Linked DNA regions of Macaca mulatta: region 1 is linked to region 2. A link is a contact called in public Micro-C data. All regions are on one chromosome and are shown on one strand. Each heading gives the region's core, a stretch centred on a gene start, on an enhancer-like site or on the middle of the called end of the contact. The rest is flanking DNA. Distances are from core to core; before and after follow the strand shown. Region 1 holds the start of SPRYD4 (SPRY domain containing 4). Region 2 holds the start of STAT2 (signal transducer and activator of transcription 2).

Region 1 (5,852 bases), core at 2,958-5,457, 120 kb after region 2:
GTGGAGACAATGGGCCACTGCACTCCAAACTGGTGGCGAGGCTGGGCACGGCAGTTCACCTCTGTAATCCCAGCACTTTGGGAGGCCAAGACGGGCAGATTGCTTGAGGACACGGGTTTAAGACCAGCCCGGCCAAAATGGTGAAACCCTGTCTGTATTAAAAATACAAAAAATTAGCCAGGCGTGATGGTGCATGCCTGTAGTCCCAGCTACTCGGGAGGCTGAGGCAGGAGAATCGCTTGAACCCAGGAGGCGGAGGTTGCAGTGAGTTGAGATCACGCCACTGCACTCCAGCCTGGGCGACAGAGCCAGACCCTGTCTCAAAAGAAAGAAAAAACAAAAAAATGGTGGAGAGAATGAGCCACTGCACTCCAAAAAATGTGGGAACAAAACTTTTTTTTTTTTTTTTAATTCAGACAGGGTCTTGCTTTGTTGTCCAGGTTCACTGTAGCCTCAACCTCCTGGGCTCAAGCAATCCTTGTGCCTCAGCTTCCCAATTAGCTGGGACTACAGGTGTGTGCCACCACACCTGGCTAATTCTAAAATTTATTTTGTAGAGATAGGGTCTCCCTATGTTGCCCAGGCTGGTCTCAAACTCCTGGGCTCAAGTGATCCTCTCACCTCAGCCTCCCAAAGTGCTGGGATTACAGGCATAAGCTACCGTGCCCAACCACCCTCTACTTTTATACTCATTTGTTTTAATGAGCACATATTCTGTGCTAAAGGGAACACTAAGGCCCTGGGGCACAAAGAACACAGTATTTAATCACCTTTCTTAAGAATTCACAGTCTAATGGGTGATACAGTTTCTCTCAGCAGCACTGGGGAGAATGGAGACCAGTTAGAAGGCTGATGCAGTTGATGGTGGGGGCTGGGTAGGAGTAGGGGGAATGTGATAGGAATTCAGTGAGAATCAGTTATGTGAGAGGAGACAGACTGTGGGGAAAAGAAAGAGAGATCAGCCTGTTACTGGGTCTATATAGAAAGAAGTAGACATAAGAGACTCCACTTTGTTCTGTATTTGAGATACTGTTAATCTGTGACCCTACCCCCAACCTTGTCTTTGTAAGAGACATGTGCTGTGGTGACTCAAGGTTTAATGGATTTTGGGCTGTGCAGGATGTGTCTTTGTTAAACAAGTGCCTGAAGGCAGCTTGTTGGTTAATTCCCTCACTTGCTTAACCATTTCTGCTTTTCAAGCCATAGCTATGGCTTTTGGGAAGTCTCTTCCCACCTTTCCATATACTAAATCAGAGGCTTCACCTTTGTTTCCTTTGCATCCTGTATGACTTCAATCATGGCACCTAGTGAATCATACTGCAATGGCCCTGTGAACCCTTGAAAAAATCATGTTTTGTGAAAATGAACAAAGAAGATAGGCAGCAGTCATATCACGTAAAGCCTTGTGACCATGCAAGGGAATTTGAGGCAGGCACCTTAAAGGATTTAAGCAGAGAGGTGTCATGTCTGACTGTAATGCCAACATTGAATTAGAAGCAGATAAATAGAAGCTGGCAGATCAGCTTAGAAGCTACTCACATTTCTACATTGAAATGAGAAAGCCTTGGCCGGGTGTGGTAGCTCATGCCTGTAATCCCAGAACTTTGAGAGGCAGAGGCGGGCGGATTATCTGAGGTCAGGAGTTTGAGAAAAGCCTGGCCAACATGGCAAAACTCTGTCTCTACTAAAAACACACAAATTAGCCGGGCATGGTGGTGGGTGCCTGTAGTCCCAACTACCTGGGAGGCTGAGGTAGGAGAATCGCTTGAGCCTGGGCAGTGGAGGTTACAGTGCACTGAGATTATGCCACTGCACTCCAGCCTGGGTGACAGAGTGAGACCCCGTCTCAGTAAAAAAAAAAAAAAAAGAAAAAAAGAAAAGAAAGAAAGAAAAGAAATAAGAAAGGCTTAAGGTCAAGGATGACAGTGGCCTGAACTAGGGCCATGTCCACGATTCGAGGCAGTTAGAACTCTGGGAGAGGAGGAAGAATTTTTGGTTAATTATTTAGGCTTTTAAGTATCTAGGCCAGAGGCCAGGTATGGTGGCTCACATCTGTAATCCCAGCACTTTGGGAGGCTGAGGTGGGCGGATCAGGAGTCTGAGACCAGACTGGCCAACATGGTGAAACTCTGTCTCTATTAAAAATACAAAAATTAGGCCAGGCGTAGTGGCTCACAGGTGTAATCCCAGCACTTCGGGAGGCTGAGGTGGGTGGGTCACCTGAGGTCAGGAGTTCAAGACCAGCCTGACCAATATAGTGAAACCCTGTCTCTACTAAAAATACAAAAATTAGCCAGATGTAGTGGCATGTGCCTACAGTCCCAGGTACTCAGGAGGCTGAGACAAGAGAATTCCTTGTACCTGGGAGGCAGAGGTTACAGTGAGCCAAGGTCGTACCACTGCACTCCAGCCTGGGCAACAGAGTGAGACTCAGTCTCAAAAAAAAACAAAAAACAAAAAACAAAAAACAAATTACCCAGATGTGGTTGGCGGGCACCTGTAATTCCGGCTACTCAGGAGGCTGAGACAGGAGAATTGCTTGAACCCCATAGGCGGAGGTTGCAGTTAGCCAAGATCAAACCACTGTACTCCAGCCTGGGTGATAGAATGACACTACGTCTCAAAATATAAATTTACAAAACATATATCTAAAATCCTTTTTTTGAGGGGTAGGAGGATGGCCGTGGGATGTATGTTGATATTGCACTGGCCAGCAGAACCTTGAGAAGTGGATTGATTTTTTTTTTTTTTTTTTTTTTGAGACGGAGTCTCGCTCTGTTGCCCAGGCTGGAGTGCAGTGGCCGGATCTCAGCTCACTGCAAGCTCCGCCTCCCGGGTTCACGCCATTCTCCTGCCTCAGCCTCCCGAGTAGCTGGGACTACAGGCGTCCGCCACCTCGGCCGGCTAGTTTTTTGTATTTTTTAGTAGAGACGGGGTTTCACCGTGTTAACCAGGATGGTCTCGGCCTCCCAAAGTGCTGGGATTACAGGCTTGAGCCACCGCGCCCGGCCTGAGAAGTGGATTGATTTAAAAAAAATGTGGGCCTGGCATGGTGGCTAACACCTGTAATCACAGCACTTTGGGAGGCAAAGGTGGGAGGATGGCTTGAGCCCAAGAATTCGAGAACAGCCGGGGCAACAAAGTGAAACCCTCGTTTCTACAAAAAAAGTTAACCGGGCATGGTGCGTGCACTTGTGGTCCCAGCTACACGGGAGGCTATAGCAGGAATATCAATTGTGCCTGGGAGATGAAGGCTGCAGTGAGCTGTGTTCGCCTTACTGTGCTGTATGCAGCGTGGGTGACAGAATGAGACCCTGTCTCAAAAAACAAAATAAAATGGAATGCAGATCTAAATGTTAAATATAGGCTGTTTGTAATCTCCTACCTCATACACTAAACCAAAATATTGCTACTTTTGGTTATGTTCAGAAAACTGAATGCTGAGTTAAACCATCCGTTCCTAGCCTTGAACATATAAAACCAACATTAACAGTATTTATGCATTTAGTATTAATTATAAACAACTCTGAATTACCCAATGGTTGCTATTTGCCAATGTATATCTAGATTATTATTATTATTTATTATTATTTTTTTTTCTTTTTGAGATGGAGTCTTGCTCTGTCACCAGGCTGGAGTGCAGTGGCAGGATCTCGGCTCACTGCAACCTCCGACTTCCTGGTTCAAGCGATTCTCCTGCCTCAGCCTCCCGGGTAGCTGGGATTACAGGCGCGCGCCACCATGCCCGGCTAATTTTTGTACTTTTAGTAGAGGCGGGGTTTCACCATGTTAGCCAGGATGGTCTTGATCTCCTGACCTCGTGATCCGCCTGCCTCGGCCTCCCAAAGTGCTGGGATTACAGGCGTGAGCCATCGCGCCCGTCCTAGATTATCCTCACTTAATTATTACTAAGGTCTGTATATAATTTCTATTTTAAAAATGAGAACACTAAGGCTCAGAAAAGTGGAATGAGTTGCCCAAACTCACACAGTGAAGCCGGGATCAAAGCTAATTACAGTACTGTTTAATTTTTAAATCTATACTTTTAAGCATCTGGCAACACTACATCTCTAAAAGTTTTATGTAGTTCAAATGTGAGCAGCGTCCATCTACGCAGAAAAACTGAATAAACAGCATCAACCACCGGGAAGAATCAGAACAGAAACCGCTAACGCGGCCGCCTCCCGCAAGGCGTCGCTCCTACGTCATAACACTGCGCGGCCGTCCCTCGCGCACCACGTGCTAGGGGAGCAGGCGGGCAGATGGCTGAGTCTGTAAGCGGGAGGCGTGTCCGGCTCATCCATGGCGCAAGATGGCGCTGCTTTTTGCACGTTCTTTGCGCTTGTGCCGCTGGGGAGCCAAACGATTGGGAGTTGCCTCCACAGAGGCCCAGAGAGGTAGGATTATCTCTTTTTACTCTTTTACCTCCAGAATGGCTTCCGTCTCTTATTCCCAGACCCGACTCCGAGAAGCAATTCCAACCCTCTCGGGTCTTTTCCTTCCCCCACCTGCCTTGGTCTCTAGATTCCAAACCTTTGACACCATTTGGTTTCTTTAAATTCCGGGACTTCCTCAATCCGAGTTTTTCAGCTCCATGAGCTATCCATACTAAAGCGACCCCCCGACTCTCTTGCCCGCTTGGCATTCTGACTCTTCCCTAGTTGCTCGTGTCTCATGACTGCCTGCTTTAGATCTGAATATATCACCAGCCCTAGGGTTCTAGCCCCTGTTATTATCCCGTCTTTTTGCTCTGCCCGCAGGCGTCAGTTTCAAATTGGAAGAAAAAACCGCCCACAGCAGCCTGGCACTCTTCAGAGGTGATACGGGCGTCAAATATGGCTTGGTGGGATTGGAGCCCACCAAGGTGGCCTTGAATGTGGAGCGCTTCCGGGAGTGGGCAGTGGTGCTGGCAGACACAGCGGTCACCAGTGGCAGACACTACTGGGAAGTGACAGTGAAGCGCTCCCAGCAGTTCCGGATAGGAGTGGCAGATGTGGACATGTCCCGGGATAGCTGCATTGGTGTTGATGATCGTTCCTGGGTGTTCACCTATGCCCAGCGCAAGTGGTACACCATGTTGGCCAACGAGAAAGCCCCAATTGAGGGTATTGGGCAGCCAGAGAAGGTGGGGCTGCTGCTGGAGTATGAGGCCCAGAAGCTGAGCCTGGTGGATGTGAGCCAGGTCTCTGTGGTTCACACGCTACAGACAGATTTCCGGGGTCCAGTGGTGCCTGCCTTTGCTCTCTGGGATGGAGAGCTGCTGACCCATTCAGGGCTTGAGGTGCCCCCGGGCCTCTAGTATTTCCATTACTGGAGTCCCTAATCACGCTCTTGGCCAGCCTCCTTTTGAAAATGTCTGAAGCCTTTTTACTTTGCCTCAAGCAACCTCTAGCTCCCGCAATTCAATGTTGGGTCCTTTGTGCAATATCATAATCATCTTCCTCATCCCCTACCTTGTGAAAGCTAGGCATACAGCCAAACCCTCCTTCTCCCACCCACCAACTACTGCCAATTTCCTAGGCTACCATGGGTGATGTATCTTCCCTGACCTGCTTCCTTCAGTCCCTCTGCTTCCCTTTGCCCAGACCTTTCTCAGACTGTATTCCATCCTGGGGTCTTATCATTCAGCTTTGTTTGAATTTATTAATCACCGTGATATTTCTCCCTCCCTTTGTCCACATGTAACTTGTTTGTTCTTGGGGCTCTACCAGATCGCTGAAGAGTAAATCCTTTCTACCTCTGGCTGAAGGAGTGGTGCAGTCAATGACTTGGCCCTTTTTCTACAGCACATTCAGAGTTTGGGCTCTGGCTCCCTCAGTAAGTGCTTTATTAACTCAGTGTGTCAAAATGAA
Region 2 (5,267 bases), core at 1,447-3,946:
TGTGAGCCACCGCACCCAGCCGGCCCCAACCTGTATTTTAATAGCTTCAGTAAGTGGGCCTTTGTGCTTTAATGGGAATTTTCTTTTCTTTTTTTTTTTTTAAGACAGGGTCTCACTTGGTCACCCAGGCTGGAGTGCAGTGGCATGATCTTGGCTCACTGCAGCTTTGATCTCTCAGGTTCAAGCGATTCTCTGCCTCAGCCCCTCAAGGAGCTGGGACTACAGGAGTGTGCTATCACGCCAGCTAATTTTTTGTAGAGATAGGATTTTGCCATGTTGCCCAGGCAGATCTCAAACTCCTGAGCTCAAGTGATCTGCCTGCTTCAGCCTTCCAAAATGCTGGGATTACAGGCATGAGCCACCATAACCAGCCTAATGGTAATTTTCAAACACACACTAAAGCAGAGTGACTAGTACAAGGATCACCATCCAGCTTTAACAAACTACTGTTTCCACTATCTTATTTCATCTATCTCTCTAATTCATTTATTTTGCATTTATGTGTTTGTTGTTTATATTTGTTTATGCTAAACAAATATAAGCATTTAAAGATCAGTGTTGATGTTAAGTATTTATTACAGCATGATCCCTGCTGACCCTGAAGCTTTTTTTTTTTTTTGAGATGGAGTCTTGCTCTGTCACCCAGGCTGGAGTGCAGTGACATGATCTCGGCTCACTGCAAACTCTGCCTCCCGAGTTGAAGGGATTCTCCTGGCTCAGCCTCCTGACTAGCTGGGATTACAGTCGCCCACCACCATGCCCTGCTAATTTTTGTATTTTTAGTAGAGATGGGGTTTCACCATGTCATCCAGGCTGGTCTGGAACTTCTGACCTCAGGTGATCTGCCCACCTTGGCCTCCCAAAGTGCGGGGATTAGAGGTGTGAGCCACCGTGCCCGGCCACCTGAAGCTTTTTTAGGAGCTAAATCTTTTTGGAGGTTAGGTAAGTACACCCTATAAACTGCCCTCCATATAGGAAGGAGGAGCTCCATGCTAGAAGACATCTAAATGCTATGCAACGGGTTGCTCAGTCCCTAAGAATATGACACGTTTATGACCTGTGAATCTTGAATATGATTATAAGTTATCAACTTTGTGAGATCCTGAAACTTCACTTAAATTTTTTTTGTTTTTTTTGTTTTGGCAGGGCACAGTGGCTCATGCCTGTAATTCCAGCACTTTGGAAGAGGCGGGAGGATCACTTGAGGTCAGGAGTTCAAGACCAGCCTGGCCAATGTGAAATCCTATCTCTACCAAAAATACAAAAAAATTAGCCAGGCATGTTGGTGGGCACCTGTAATCCCAGCTACTCAAAAGGCTGAGGCAGGAGAATGGCCTGTACCCAGGAGGCAGGGGTTACAGTAAGTGGAGATCACATCCAGCCTGGGAGACAGAGTGCGGTCTCTGAATCAAAACAACAACAATGAATTGGCTTTTGCCTGTCACCAAGCAGGCTGTGCCTTGCATCTTTCTCCCCACTGTTCCCTGCTCGCTGCCATCTGGTGTCTATTTAGGAAACTGAAACTTAAGCTTGTTGCAGCCTGAGCCTAACAAAACAGAATTCATGCACATTAGTGGTCTAAAAAGGTCACATGATTTTATTACAAAGTAAAAAGAAATGCTTGGGGTGGTATAGTCTTCTACTAACATGAATAACATCAGCTGCCCTTCTACCTCCAGCAGGAACAAGGGAAGGGAAGGATTGGGCAGGGGCTATTTTCATTTTAACCCTTTTAGTAGTGCTTGATTTTTAAAACTATGTGTCTGTATTGCTTTTATGATACAAAAAAATATAAGTTAAAAAAATGATTAGGTGGCCAGGCATGGTGGCTCATGCCTGTAATCCCAGCACTTTGTGAGGCCCACAAGACGGGAGGATGGCTTGAGCTCAGTCAGGAGTTTGAAACCGAGCCTGGGCAACATACTGAGATTCTATCTCTAAAATAATAATAATAATAATAATAATAATAATAATAATAATGAGGTCCCAATTCTTGAGGATTTAAGTGTCTGATATTAAAGGAGCAAGTCAGCAAAGATTCAAATATGAAAACAAAACAAAAAACCTGGTCTCCCCGAATGGATTGCAAACACTGAGGTTAAGAGCTAAAACAATTTTTTCTCATTATCTCTCACTCTTAAGCACATATTTTGCACTCAAGAAGCTTTTCTGAAATGAACTGAATTTTGTGTGTGACCTTAGGCAATGTTTCATCTTTCAGTAGCTTATACTTTTAAACAAAACAAATAAAGACGATAGATTTATCTATCTTTGTTTTTAGATTTATCTATCTTTGAACATCGTTTTTAGGTGAAGATAAAAAATAATGCAGAGCAGAGTAACGTCAGATACCGAACCAACAATGCCAGATTCCGGGTCTCGGAAGCTGCAGGGCAGTTTTCGGGGAGGGGCATTGGGGTTGGGGAGATAGGCTGGACAGGAGAAGATCGAGAACCGAGCAGGCGACAGACAGCTCCTCTTTCAACCTGGGGACAGAAGCTGCCCCCTCCAGGGCGTAACTCCTGGGGCCAGTCGCCCTTCCCTGGGAGGAACTCTCACTCTCACCCCCACCCCTACCTCAGCACACCCTCTCAGGGCCCGTACCTGATTAGGGTTGCAGTCCCCGCGCCCTCCACTGGCTCTGGTCGCGACTTCCCGTCCGTAGAAGGAGTTCGGGTACTAGAGCCTCAGGCCCCGCCTACAACTTCGGCCTACACCCTCGGACCCGCCCCCTTGTAGTTGGCAGCGGAAGTCCGGAGCGGCCCCATTCCCAGTCGCCACCCCGACACTGGCTGCCACTCAGTCAAGCCCTTCCCAGACTGCGAACTCACTGGCGCCGCCGCAACTACACCCCCCCGCGGGGCGGGACAAGCTGAGCCGAAACCACACCTGCAGCTCCAGCGATTGGTGGAGAAGTTCAAGTAGGCACTTTCTACGAGGGGAGGAGTCTAATTAGTGGACTGGCCCAAGACTGAAACAGCTGATTTTCGAGAACCCGCTCGTGAGCCACGGAACCGAAACTAGCTTGAGGAGCCTGTAGACGCCAAGGGCTCCATGGGAAGGGGTGGGACCGGAATTTCGACGCCTTGGGATAGGAAGAGGAGGGCTGAGGTAATGAAAACAGTATTTTTTTTTTTTTTTTTTTGAGACGTGGTCTCGCTCTTATCACCCAGGCTGGAGTGCAGTGGCGCGACCTCGGCTCACTGCAGCCTCGACCACCCGGGCTCAGGTGATTCTCCCGCCTCAGCCTCCCAGGTAGCTGGGACTACAAGCGTGCATAACTCCGCCAGGATAATTTTTTGTGTTTATTGTAGAGACGGAGTTTCGCCATGTTGCCCAGGCTGGTCTTGAACTCCTGACCTCAGGTGATCCTCCTGCCTCGGCCTCCCACAGTGCTGGGATTACAGGCATGAGCCACTGCACCTGGCTAATAGCTATTTATTGAGAGTACTGTGATAAGCACTTTAGATTAATTGTGTCATTTAAAATTTACAGGGCAACTCGTTGAAGTTAAAATCATTCTCTCCTTTAGAAATTTAAAAACTGATCTTAGTTCAAGAAAGAAGTTACCAGTCAGTGATCACGGAGGCTCTAACAAGTGGAGCCTAGATTCAAAACCAAACCCTCTGACTTCAACCCCCAAACATTTACGTTCCTACGTTTTACTGTACAGCCTTCCTCCTGAATAAATCGGAGTTTAAAATTTTGAAGACATGTATACAGCTTGTCAGGATATTAGATTTATTAGTTCTGTGGTTACTACCTTCTTTTATATCCCAAGACTCCCAGCCCCAGGATCTAAGTCATAGCTCTTGATTATGGCCCACCCCCAGTAGGGAGCTGAACTTACTACTTCTGATATGAAAGAAGCCAGGGTAGTTGTTTCTTCCAAGTCACTCACATCTGAGATGGCCCTCAAACCCTCCTTGGTGGTCTCTGGCTGAGAGATGTTTGCGTCTTTCCGATCTTGGTAATACTGGATCAACTGCTGAACCCCAGACCTTAATGCAGGTTTAAGTGCAGCACTGATCGCTAGACCCATAGGTCCCCCTGACATCCCGGCCATGGTCATCAGAAGGTCATATCCCAGATCTATGGCCCCATCTCGGCCTCGTTCCCTGGCCTTGCCCAGGCAGTTTTGAGTAGCATAATACAAAGCTGTGCCCAGGTTGTAGAAGGTTCCCACTCCTGGCAACAGCTGGATGACATTGTGCATACCTTGCTCCTTCTCATTCTCACAGTCCTCTGTGGGGAGGGAGCGCCGGACCCTTCCTGTGCTTTGCTGCTCCCTGGCTAACAGCTGCAGAGCAGAGGCCAGGGCTTCCACTGACACGTTCCTCTCTGTGCTTCTTCCTGTCTGGAGCCCTCGAAGATGCTGGATGAGGACCTGTGTAGCATTCACACCACCCTGGCGGTAGAGCTGTAGCTGTAGAGCCCAAACATCAGCCTGGCAACCAGCTTCCTCCAGGGCATTCCTTAGAGCCAGGCTTACCAAGAACTTGGGTAGAGGGGCCATGTGGCTGAAACCAGGCAGTGACTTTGGGTGCAGAAATTGGCAGGACAAGGGGTCTGAGGAGGGTGTCTGGGATTCCAAGGACAAGGGAAGGTGCATCAAGACATTTGTCTGCTTTCCAGATGAAGTGGCATCCACAGGGTGCAGCAAGACGTAGCAAAGTAGCAGCTCAACTGGTATCATGATGAGTCTGAGGCCACACATGTCTGGAGCAGAGTACCCTAGAAAGGGGAGAAATCCAAAACATACAAACCATTTCCCTAAGGGCTATGGTGAGCCCACAGCTCAGTTAGGGGGACACCTCATACATCACCTACCTACAAGCTTTTGTACTTTCTTTTTAGAGACGGGGTCTTGCTCTGTTGCCCAGACTGGAGTGCAGTGATGGGATCACAAATCACTGCTGCCTTGAACCCCTGGGCTCAAGGGATCCTCCTGCCTCAGCCTCCCAAGCAGCTGGGACTACAGGTGCATGACACCATGCCCAGCTAATTTTTAAAATTTTTGTAGAGATGTGGTTTTGCCATCTTGCCCAGCCTGATTCTGAACTTTGGGCTCAAGTGATCCTCCCACCTCCGCCTCCCAAAGTGATAGGCTTCCAGGTGTGAGCCACTGCACCTAGCCCCAAGCTTCTGTTCTTTTTAGGTAAAGGCCTAGGAAATAGGAAATGCACCCCAATTGCTCCCACTTGGTTTCCCTCATTTACAGGTCACCAGGGATTCTGTTTTATTTCCACCCATATATAGGGACCCCA

What was found. Hi-C and Micro-C count contacts between places; a contact is called where the count stands out from the background.
Region 1: a contact with region 2 is called in a Micro-C map of CD4 T cells, with 8 times the contacts expected there. The contact joins the promoter of SPRYD4 here to the promoter of STAT2 in region 2. A contact is called at or near these places in 4 of 14 Hi-C or Micro-C datasets (CD4 T cells, cortical neurons, fetal cortex germinal zone and 1 more).

What each region holds. Positions count from the first base shown.
Region 1 is chr11:63,645,619-63,651,470 of T2T-MMU8v2.0, forward strand. It overlaps SPRYD4 (SPRY domain containing 4), which reads left to right and starts at 4,208. Exons shown (of 3, transcript NM_001194675.1): 1 at 4,208-4,397; 2 at 4,761-5,852. The coding sequence starts at 4,313. The coding sequence ends at 5,299.
Region 2 is chr11:63,528,804-63,534,070 of T2T-MMU8v2.0, forward strand. It overlaps STAT2 (signal transducer and activator of transcription 2), which reads right to left and starts at 2,697. Exons shown (of 24, transcript NM_001266927.1): 1 at 2,605-2,697. It overlaps APOF (apolipoprotein F), which reads right to left. Exons shown (of 2, transcript XM_001115088.5): 2 at 3,721-4,734. The coding sequence ends at 3,770.